3 separate regions of the Sus scrofa genome follow, and regions 2 and 3 are each linked to region 1. The links are chromatin contacts, called in public Hi-C and promoter capture Hi-C maps. All regions are on one chromosome and are shown on one strand. The core of a region is the stretch at or near the end of the contact, and the rest is flanking DNA. Distances in the headings are between cores, read along the strand shown. Region 1 overlaps KCNJ1 (ATP-sensitive inward rectifier potassium channel 1). Region 2 has its middle 430 kb from the start of ETS1. Region 3 has its middle 310 kb from the start of ETS1.

Region 1 (3,735 bases), core at 776-3,275:
TCCTCCGATCCCAACACCACATCTTCCTCAGAGACCCATATAACTAAGGTTTCCCACCTATTTTATTACTATTTTGAATGTATTTGGAGAGGGCGGTACTCAATGCTGCTTAGGAATCAGGATGTTCCAGCCTGTTGATTAATACATTAAAGCTCTGAAACTGTGCATGTACTTCCCTGCAGTGTCAGTCATTGCCCATTCACTGTGACAGACTAGCTGGTGACAATGGGCTTGCTGAGGGTGGACTCAGTCCTGGGAGAGGTGGGAGTGGTGGCAGGTGTTGTGTTGACTCCAGCGTCCCCAGGAGGACATGACCTTGGCTGCAGACATGCCCCTTCCTTTGCAGCCTCATCACCAAAACACCATGGTGTGAGTCTTGGCACTTGCTTGTAGGTACTGATGGCTTTGTTTTCCCAGGCCTGGTGTTGAGTTTGTACAGATCCATACACACACCCTGGTCCTTCCAACAAACAGAGGTGAGGAGTCTAATGGTTTCAGAGTTGCGCTGTCAGTGGCAAACTGGCCCACACAGGAGATGACTCTGTGTCTGCAGGTGTGTTGGCATCACTATTTAACCTGCTGACAGTGCTAAAGGAAATTAGGGAATGAGCTTGAGTTCTTTGCTGTCCCACTGTCATGAGGGTTTAGGACTCCGTATTTCCTTAATAAACTAGAGGGTCAGAACACATGTCTTCTGGTCTGTTCTGCTTCTCAACAGAATGCCTGGGGATTGCTGGAAGTGAAATGATCACAGGCAATCTGTTCCTTTCGATTGTGAAGAGAGCTGAACAACTGGAATCTTGGTGAAAAGCATGCCTTTCTGAATTATTTGATGGAAGACCTTCTGGTTCCAAATATTCCTTCATTGGGATCAAGGCATTCTGCCACGTGGAGTCTACTTTTTCATGCAAATTCCCAGTGAAACTCTAGCAACCTTTAACACACTTACATCCAACAAAGCTCTAAGGAAACAAGGCCCTGCAGGTACCATCTGAGAGTCCTAAGCCGTGGCTTGGAACCTCCAAAGCAGCATAGGAACCCTGGACATTTGAAAAGAGGAGATTTGCCACAGGAATAGAAACTCAGTGAGTAAATAAAATAAATGAGAAACAGAAGGTTCCAGAAGGCCAACTTGCTCCTAATTTAATGCCAGTGATAAAGGCAGGCTTTTTATTTCAATGTGGTTAACAGTGTTGCCAGTAGGACCCGACTCCATCCAGATGCTGTTGCTACAGGTAAGTCTTACTATTCTAGTTACATTTTTTTGGGGGGGGGTCTTTTTGCCATTTCTTGGGCCACTTCCGTGACACATGGAGGTTCCCAGGCTAGGGCTCCAATCGGAGCTGTAGCTGCCAGCCTACACCAGAGCCACAGCAGCACAGGATCCGAGCTGCGTCTGCGACCTACAGCACAGCTCACGGCAATGCCGGATCCTTTACCCACTGAGCAAGGGCAGGGATCGAACCCGCAACCTCGTGGTTCTTAGTCGGATTCGTTAACTGAGCCACGACGGGAACTCCCTAGTTACATTTTAAAAGCAATTCAACATTTCTTATCCCTTTCAAGAAAAACTGCATCCCATGATGCATCACCATATTGAAATCTCCCTTGGTACTGATTCCCCTTCAATTGTCACATTTAGCTCTGTTGTTCTGGGGTTTGGACTTGGAGAGTCTGAACATGGTTTAATTTTCCAGGTCTTAAGTTGGCTCAAGCTCCAGTATTTAGAGTTAAGAATGGGGAAGACAGTTTAAGAATTTATTGAGAGAGAGAGAGAGAGAGAGATGGGGTGGAAGGAAAAGATCCTCTCTAAGTTGCCAAATCTAAGAAGTGAGATGCTTTGCGTGTGTCTGTCTGTTTCCACAGACAGCAAAGAACTCCCCTGGTGGACTGTGGGGACAGCTGAGGAAGTGTCTTTCTTGGAGATTTTGCATAAAAGGGAGATGGGTCCTCAGATGGGTGACGGTGTGAAGAGCACCAGAGGGCTCTTTCCTTGTCCAGAACAAAAGAAAACCTGCGGTTCCCAGCATGCAAATGAGGCCTTGGCCCCGCCCCCGGGCCGTGGTCCTCCCCTTGACAGGAAGTGTATGTCAATCAAAGCTTGACAGGGGAGATAGAGCATTTTATTTTGGAAGCCAGAAGTCTGAGAACAATGACTGGAATTTCCTCTTTCTGTCCAGCAAGGGCTGTTTGTCACTGGGGAGATAAAAGTCCAGGGGTAGGGAATAAAGGTTATCGGGAACAGCGCGCACAGAGCCGCGTGGGGGGGGGCGCCGCGGGGGGGAGGGGGTACGGAGGAAATCTATTTCAATGCCTGTCATTAAGTTTCCATTAAAAGAACATTCAGTTAGGAATTCAAAAATAATTTAATCTCCCCAGCCAGATGCACCCAGCTGTACTCTCTGGAGCTGAGTCCCGCAGAGAGGGAGGCTTGCGCCAGGCTGGGGGGCCAGGGACTGGTGTGGGCCCTTCTGGATCGCCATCCCCTGCATCCACCACCGCCCCTGGGTGTGGGAGAAGTCCTGAGTGTGAGTGAGAAACCCCAAGTTTCTCTGGTGCTATAGAAATGCAACTTATTACTCAGGCTCCTTACTGAGTTCTTACTGTGTCTGAGGTTTTGTTGAAAGCATTTTGGATACCCTACCTAATTTAATGTCCCCAATGATCCTCTGAGGTACTCATTATTATAATACCTATTTTTCACTGGAGGCAGCTCAGGGAAGGAACTTGTTCCGCTAGTCAATGGCAGGGCTGGGACGCAAATCCACAGCTGTCTGTCTCAAAAACCCAAGGGTTTAAAATCACTCAAGTCTGGCAGTTCCTGCTGTGGTACAGTTGCTTAGGTTGAGACTGTGGCTCGGATCCGATCCCTGGCCTGGGAACTCCATATGCCTCGGGGCAGCCAAACATGAAAAAAAAAAATCATGCAAGTCTGCATCCTTTAGTATAGAACACCTTCTGAATGGACTTGTCAAGGCTACGAGGCATTTACGTGGATCTGGTGGATCGTCCTTGTCCTGTCTTACACTTTGGGAGAGACCTCTCATTGCTTGGCAGAGCCCTGGGTCAGTCTTCTTGAACACTTCTGGACTTGCATGTTTTAGGAAGAGTTATACTTCCAATGTCTACATAGACCCTGCACATCTATACTCTCTCTCCCCCTCTCTTTCTCTCTCTCTCTATATATATATGTAAAATATATATATATAAAATATAAACTCATTCTATATCTATGTAATGAGTTGTTTAATTTCAGGCTCTGAGTGATCCTTCATTTGTAGTAGAGACTGATTAAATTTCCTTTTTTTTTTTTTTCTTATTAGGTCCGCACTCACTGCAGGTGGAGGTTCCCAGGCTGGGGGTCGAATTGGAGCTACAGCTCCTGGCCTATACCATAGCTCACAGTAACGAGGGATCCGAGCCAAGTCTGCAACCTACACCACAGCTCACAGCAATGTCAGATCCTTAACCCACTGAGCGAGACCAGGGATTGAAGCTACAACCTCATGGTTCCTAGTCGGATGTTTCTGCTGCGCCACAATGTGATCTCCAAATTTCCCGTTTTGACAGATGGGGAAACGGAGCTTTGGCTACCCCAGGAGAACAGTATTTCTATTCTGTATTCACCTCTGTTTCCTCGCATTGATTCTGTGCCTCACATTTGAATCAGTAAATGAATGAATGAATGAATGAATGAATGAATGAATTTGCTCAGAACAACAGGGTTAATTGTGG
Region 2 (3,735 bases), core at 826-3,325, 690 kb after region 1:
TAATTTTATAACTATACAACGTACTGTATTTTTAATTTATTATTTATTTTATATATTTATTTATTTTTTCAGCCACACTTGCAACATATGGAAGTTTCTGGGCCAGGGATTGAATCCGAGTCAGAGCTATGACCTGTGCCACAGCTACAGCAACACCAGATCCTTAATCCACTGCACCAGGCAGGGGATCGACCTGGCACTTCCACAGAGACAAGCCGGATCATTAACCCACTGCACCACAGTAGAAACTCCTATTTTTTAAAAAAATTTTATTGGCGTAGAGTTGATTTACAGCGTTGTGTTAATTTCAGGTGCACGGTAAAGTGATTCAGTTATATGTAGACATGTATCCATTCTTTTTCAGATTCTTTTCCCATATGGGTTATCACAGAATATTGAGTAGAGTCAACTATGTTTGATTCCCTTCTGGCAACGGGAAGGTTTGAAGTCTCCCTGAGAGGTTGGTAGAATTACCTTCCTACACACTCTAAAGCTACCCTTGGTTTCATGACCCAGTCCCTCCTTGAGAAAAAAAACAGGTATTTGCCAAAGCAACTGAAGGACACCTGCTCTGCCCAGTCTTCTGTGTGCTGCCCTTACGCTCAGCCCACACGCCAAGGATCATTCCTTTGCCGGGAGCCTCAGAGGCTTTCTAGCAGAGGGCCAGGCAGTTCACAAAGGAATATCTTCCAAAGGACCACCTGTTGCAACTTTCATGGCTTCATAGATTAGCTGCAGTCGCTCACAGGTTCAATTCAGTGTGGGTGGAGACCCTGTGAGCTCTCCCTCCTTACATGTCTGGACATGTTCTGGAACCTCTCCGTTCTACTTGAAGAGTTTGCCCTTCTTTGAAAGTGTGACAGAGGTTTACACTAGGGGAAATTGTGGAAAAATAAAAAATCTGCTTTAGAGTGAGCCCCTTGTGTTTGGAGACTTGGTGAATGTTTTAGTGGGTGTGTTATGGCGATGACACATGTTTGGGTGAATGCATTTTTGAGTGTTGAACTTTGAGGACACGACGGTTTTTCAGGTCCTGAAACTGGTGTGGCATTGCACAGGCTCTAGAATTAAGTAGATTCAGTTTCAAATTCATGAGTTGGCCTTTTATGACTGAATTTTTCTGAGCCTCTATTTGTAAAATGTGGAGGTGTCTACTGAATTGTTATAAACATTAAAAAGATAATGTGTACAAAGTGCATAGCCCTGTTACAGATATAGCAAATCATTGTGAGATAAATGTTAGCTATTGTCCAATGCCCTTCACAGTCTGAGGTTCTGAGATTATACATTTGATGAACTTCAGCCCCCAAAATTAACAATGATGAATTTTTGTTTTTGTTTTTTTTTGTTTTTTTGTTTTTTTGCTTCTTAGGGCCATACCTGCAGCATATGGAAGTTTCCAGGCTAGAGGTCGAATCTGAGCTACAGCTACTGGCCTACACCACAACCATAGCAAGATCCGCGCCACATCTATGACCTATATCACAGCTTGGCTACGCCAGATCCTTTAACCCACTGAGTGAGGCCAGGGATGGAAGTTTCATCCTCATGGATTCTAGTCAGATTCTTTTCCGCTGAGCCACAAAGGGAACTCCAACAATGAGGATTTAAATAGACCAGGAATTTGTGTGTTTGTAAACAAGACTGACTTAGTTCTAGAATGAGATCTTACTATGGCAATGACTGAAAATATATCACACGTCTCTTAGTTGGTGTATGTTTTTGGAATTTGCTCAAGGAGAATGAATTTGGGTTCTACTTTTCTTATTTCTCTCTCCAGCACCTGGCACAACATAAAATACATATTTGGTGCTCAGGAAATAATGTTTCATGGAGCATGTGTTCTTTTCTGCCCTAAATGAGAGTAGGAGCTTGAATGTTTATTCCATGAAACCCTTGGTTAGAAATGAACAAGAAAGTAATTTAGTCCCAAAGACACAATGAGGCTTGTTTGCCTTTCGGCCCCTCTGCAGAACTTCTAAAATGTGGTTGTGAGCTTCGTTGTGGACAAAACGTGCCTACTGGCATTTTAAGCAACCATTAGCAATGGGATCTCACTTTTAAAAAGGTGCAATCGCAAGCATGCTAGGTGAGAGTTGTATGATGGTTTCAGTTTTATGTCCATATTAGCACAGATTAATATGCTCAACTGCCTGCTAAGCTATTTCTCAGTATTTTGCAGAAAACTTTTTTTTTTTTAGGGTAAGTCATCTTGATTTGATCTATTTTTCTAAAATAGCACTATCACACAACTCAGCAAATCCAAATAATGAATACATCAGACAGAGAGGCTTTATAAAAATTAGTTTATTTCCTGCCCACATCAGGAATGTGTTGTGTGTGCAAAATAAGCTGGAAGATTAGTTTATGAGAACTTTAGGTCCACCTCGAGTGCACAGAGATAAGTTCTAAAATAAAGCTGAGTTCGGCTCCCCCACCTCCCCCCGCCCCAGTAAATGCTGAGCCTGAATCTTCCGGAGATTTGAGAATAAACACACTGGTTAGCATCATTCTGCAGTGTCACAGCGCCACCTTTCGGTACACGGTTTTTTGTTTCCTAACGGTGAATTTCACACAGCTGGTTCCTCCCGTGATTTTTACAATACAACTTCCTTGGTTATGGCTTGACATAATTTCCCTGGAGAGTTCAGGCTTAGGGTATGATAATATACCTTGGATCTGCAAAGCATTAAAAGGGAGGATATTGTCAGATATACGATCTACCCATGGACACAGGCCAGATGCATTTGTAACTAAGAGAGAAGGCCCTCTTGTCCTAAGTCCATCCCTAAATGGCTTGGCTTGGCTGTTATCTATCAGCACTTTCCTTACTTTTGCAGAAAGGCTTAGTTAATTTCTTTCTTTGCCTTCCAGCTATGTTGTTGGGAGCTTGGTTATGGCCATATATAACAGGTGACAAAATGTCTTTTCAGAGAAATAAAACCAAGAGAGCAACAGCAAGAACTTTACAGTATTTTCAAAATTGCTTCTCTGGAATACTTACCCACAGTATAGAGTGAGTTGTAATGAATTATTTATAGATGGGGCAGGCTTTGTTATGTTAATTAATTAGTTAATTAGGACTCGGGTTGCCTTTTTGGCATTAACTGAAGTTAGACTCGAGTTACAAATATAAAACAAAGTTATCCTGGCCAACCTGTTGGAAGGAACTTCAAAATAGTTAGAGATAATGAGATTTTTGTGTTTTATGCTTTTGGCTGCTAGTCAGAAACCTTGAAGGAAAAACAAGCTGAATTCTCTAAAGTCAGGTTTAGTGCTTGCCAAGGCCTTAGAATCCCAAGTTAACCATTTTGGCTGAATTTCTAGTGCTGTCCCAACAACTAGTGAACTCAACGAAAATACAACTCATGTTGTTTGCTGTTATGTATCCAAACAGAAACAGTTGTATTTTTCCTCCTTGGATTTGCCATCAGAAATTTTGGCTTGTGAGAGACATAGTCTAGGTTGGCATCATTGCAAAGCACTTGTTCTATTCTGAGTTCCAAGAGGAAAATAGTGGAGAATTGTTATAGATAGACGCTCTGGTCTCTACTTTTAGTTTGCAGTTTCCTAGACAAGGTCGGCAGGACATTTTGGTGAGAATATTTCAGCTCCTCGACTTCACGAAGCCCTATCCATCCATCACCTTTGAGGTCAAATTTTATTTACTTAAAGAGCCACTCTAGGGAGTTCCCGTCGTGGCGCAGTGGTTAACGAATCCGACTAGGAACCATG
Region 3 (3,735 bases), core at 613-3,112, 570 kb after region 1:
TGCTACCCAAGCTGGTATTCTTTCTGCCTTAAGGCAGAGACTCAGACACTGTACGTTTCGGCAGTAACACTGAAAGCTCAGATAGAGGATTTCCCCAGGGTCCGAGGAGACGAAGTCCTTCTATGAGGTCATCAGGGTAACACAGAGAAGCCCCGTCCTCAGCAACCTGCCCTGGAGACCTGGAGACCCTGCTTCCCACGTGCCCTGGGGTGTGAGGGCCAGGGAAGCAGCTGGATCCTCTACAGAGTGTGGTCTGTGCATCAGGTTCTCCCACGTCCTGTGTGGCACCACCAGGACCTGGCTGCAGCCACTTGTCCCCCAACCACTGAAGGCCAGTCAAGGTTGACTCTCTGGACAAGGGCAACGTGGTGATGAGAGACAGGAGAGGAAAGCTGGAGCAGCTGGGTGCAGGGCAGGGAATCGGAGAGGGAGAAGCACACAGCTCCCTCCTGGGGTACCTGGAATATTCCCCCCAATACCCTTCCGAGAGACAGGAGTTCTACTAGTGAAGTTCTTTTTTTTTCTTGATTTAAAATTTTTTTTTATTTTATATTACTCAATTAATTTATTACATTTATAGTTGTACAATGATCATCACAGCCAAATTTTATAGCATTTCCATCCCAAACCACCAGCATATTTCCCCACCCCCCAACCTGTCTCCTTTGGAAACCATTAGTTTTTCAAAGTCTGTGAGTCAGTATCTGTTCTGCAAAGAAGTTCATTGTGTCCTTTTTTTAGATTCCACTATGTACGTGATAGCATTTGATGTTGGTGTCTCATTGTCTGACTGATTTCACTTAGCTTTATAATTTCTAGGTCCATCCATGTTGCTAAAAATGCCAGTATTTCATTCCTTTTAATGGCTGAGTAATATTCCATTGTGTATATGTACCATATCTTCTTGATCCACTCCTCTGCTGATGGACATTTAGGTTGTTTCTAGGTGTTGGCTATTGCACATAGTGTTGCAATGAACATTGGAGTACATGTGTCTTTTCAAGTCATGGTTTTCTCTGGATAGATGCCCAGGAGTGGGATTGCTGGAGTGAAGTTCTTCACTCTAGGTCTCCGGGGGGGTTAGAGTGGAATCTATAAAAAAATAAAAATGATTCTAAAAATGATGGAATTGGAAGATTGGCTAGGGAGAAAACTTGGGCAAGGAAAAAGGAAAGAACCTCTAAAATTTTGACTTTCTCCTCTCATCACCTTCTAGCATGTTCTGTGGACACACACACACACACACACACACACACTCCCTTCTGCTGTCTGGAAGACCAGCAGAGGTTGGCAAGACCCCCATCCTCTGCCACCACCTGGCTGAAGCAAACCTCTGGTCCAGAGCTGCCCCCTCCCCCTGCCCCCACTTTGCCCCCTGTGAGGGGCACCACAGCCTCAAATTGTTTCCTCATCTCTGGGGGCTCAGCAGGGGTGTTCACATCTCCAGGCTGACTTTCTGCTTCTACCAGGCCTGGTGGCTCTGGCTTACCACCCTCACTCCTCATGGCCATCTGCAGTTTTCTGCATGTCAATCAGTTTTGTGTGTGTGTGTTGTGTGTGTGTGTGTGTGTGTGTGTGTGTGTGTGTGTGTGTGTGTTTAGCGCTTTCTTGTCCCACACTCCCAGCCTCCAGCGTCCCTGAGGCAGGAGTACCTCCCACTCAGGGCTCACCACTCTGCTGTGTGCTTCCCAGCCGGCGAGGGCAATTTTTCAGAAAACTATTTTTAGAAATAGTAACCTCAGAATAAACAGAGCACACCAGATGCTGGTGTTTTTCTGGGGCAACTGAGCTGAGAATCATTTGTTTAAAGAGAAAGGTAAAAGAGGCAACCTTGCTCTCTGCCGGGGCCTTGGGTTGCGGATTGCTGGGTTTGACTCCCTCTAGCGGCAGGAGTTTAGATGACATGACGCCGCCTTGACCCAGACCAGTAATCCTTTACTATAACTGGAACTGTTTTACATTTAGGCTTCTGGTTTGACAAAAAGTCAGGACAGACTGCAAGCTAATTTTAAGGGTACAAAATGTATGAAGGATATTAGGGCAATTTCTCTGCATCCTTTTCTTATTTCTGGAAGGTCTAATCATTGTATTGAGCTCTCTATTGAAAATGAGGCTATGGTAAAACTGCTGGAGACCTTTGGTGAAATAAAATCTACTCTGTAAACAGAATCTGCATATAGTAGAGGAAACTATTAACACGAATTCTTCCCTATATGCCTCGTTCCTAGTTAAGGGTCAGTAGTTCTGCCAGCTCCATGGAAGGTGGGATAAAAAGGGACCAAAAAAAAGCGGCGATGTATCTAATAGCAGAGAGACAGCACCACAAAATAACAACAAATTTTTCTCATTGTAAGACTTGAGAGGCCAGAAACACATTACCTAAATGCACCCGGGGTGTCCCTTTCAGAAAGTGTCAATTGTATTTCTTCTAAGTCTGTTTCTTAGTGAATGTGGCATAGCCTGCAAAAAGACATCAGAAGGAAACTGAAGACTTTGGTAGACCTTCTGAATTCCAGGACTTCACGGTGCAGAGCCATGAGAGTCTTCCTACTGGCAGAAAGTTCGAGTAAAAGGTCTTCACTGGCCCGAAGACTTTAGTCCTCAGGTCAAAAATGCTTCTCTGTGTGGAAAACAGCCGATGGACAATTATCTAGTCACATTACAAATGACAGGGTTTCTCCTACAATTGGCTGTGGCTTGCTAATGTCTGGGTGATGGAGTAAAAACAAATGACTGTGGTTGACAGGAGGGAAAACATGTGCAGTAATTGATCCGTCAGATCATGTTCCATCTCTCGGCCCATTTTGAGTCAGACTTTGTACATTATGGAACTGCATTCATTCATTCACTGGAAAGCATTCCATTCACAAATCGTTGGGCTGAACTGACAATTGATTCATTATGAGTTCTTAGCTGAAGGGCTGATGGTTTTCCAGAGTAACAGCCTCATCTTGGACTGTCCTGTTCACATTCACCATTTTTGCATATTTTTTACTCACCACTTAGCTAACTTCTACCAACTCCTGGTGGGGGAGACCGGTGTGTCCATTTCTCCATGGCCATGAGCCCCAGATGACACCATTTTGTCCCCTAACGTGGACAGTCATGAAGAGAGTGTGTGTGTTATTATTGGTTTTCCTACCTACTCAGCTAAGTTTCCCTTTGCTGCCAAGTAAGGAAGAAACATGTAGCATCTGACCCTGGGAGCAAAGCTGTCCCCAACAGGGAACCACTGACCTAAGGAGAGGTGTTGGGAGAGATTTCATTCCTTCTTTTTTGGCCATTCATTCTTTTCTTTTTTCACCATTTACATTGCTTTTTTGTTTTTTCTTTAAACAATTTTAGAAGATGTATATCCTGGGATCAGTAGTGAACACAAATCAAATTTCTGGCCACAAGTGCCTAATCGAGCCTAAGTGTGGGAAGGAGACAGAGAGTAAGCATGTAAACCCATACATGAGAGGATTGCTGATGGGGCGAACGCCAAGAAAAAAATAAAAAATAAGACGACGCAGTGAACTAGAGGGTGCCTCGGTCAGCTGAACAAGGGGGTGTCAAGTGCTGCGTTTGGAATCTCAGTGGACAAGAGCGATTGCCATGGAGCTGGGTGTTAGGGGGTGTTGAGAAGGAGGGTGACCAAGACAGAGGTTTCCGAAGTTTCCGCTGACTGTGGTCTGGATGCAGGGTATTTGGAAAAGAGCAAAGCCGTAGGACCAACACAAGGGCGAGGAGGTG

Evidence for each region. Promoter capture Hi-C pulls out the DNA fragments that hold promoters and counts their contacts. A called contact is a pair of places that touch in the nucleus more often than the background predicts.
Region 2: a Hi-C map of liver shows a contact between it and region 1, with 3 times the contacts expected there. The contact joins two enhancer-like sites. A contact is called at or near these places in 1 of 5 promoter capture datasets (liver), 21 of 47 Hi-C or Micro-C datasets (alveolar macrophages, blood, brain and 13 more) and 1 of 2 datasets of contacts at active chromatin or transcription factors (skeletal muscle).
Region 3: a promoter capture Hi-C map of liver shows a contact between it and region 1, with 19 times the contacts expected there. The contact joins two enhancer-like sites. A contact is called at or near these places in 1 of 5 promoter capture datasets (liver), 22 of 47 Hi-C or Micro-C datasets (alveolar macrophages, embryonic fibroblasts, epiblast stem cells and 12 more) and 1 of 2 datasets of contacts at active chromatin or transcription factors (skeletal muscle).

The regions. Positions count from the first base shown.
Region 1 is chr9:55,775,456-55,779,190 of Sscrofa11.1, reverse strand. KCNJ1 (ATP-sensitive inward rectifier potassium channel 1) reads left to right here. Exons shown (of 3, transcript XM_021063129.1): 3 at 1-171. Among named protein-coding and RNA genes, the nearest start is that of KCNJ1, 35 kb to the left of the region's middle. Within about 2 kb of position 2,025, at least 6 of the 83 cell types and tissues checked have an H3K27ac peak or open chromatin away from gene starts, as enhancers often do. A contact at or near this core is called in liver, where this site is marked.
Region 2 is chr9:55,082,186-55,085,920 of Sscrofa11.1, reverse strand. No RefSeq gene overlaps it. Among named protein-coding and RNA genes, the nearest start is that of ETS1, 430 kb to the left of the region's middle. Within about 2 kb of position 2,075, at least 13 of the 83 cell types and tissues checked have an H3K27ac peak or open chromatin away from gene starts, as enhancers often do. A contact at or near this core is called in liver, where this site is marked.
Region 3 is chr9:55,200,513-55,204,247 of Sscrofa11.1, reverse strand. No RefSeq gene overlaps it. Among named protein-coding and RNA genes, the nearest start is that of ETS1, 310 kb to the left of the region's middle. Within about 2 kb of position 1,862, at least 25 of the 83 cell types and tissues checked have an H3K27ac peak or open chromatin away from gene starts, as enhancers often do. A contact at or near this core is called in liver, where this site is marked.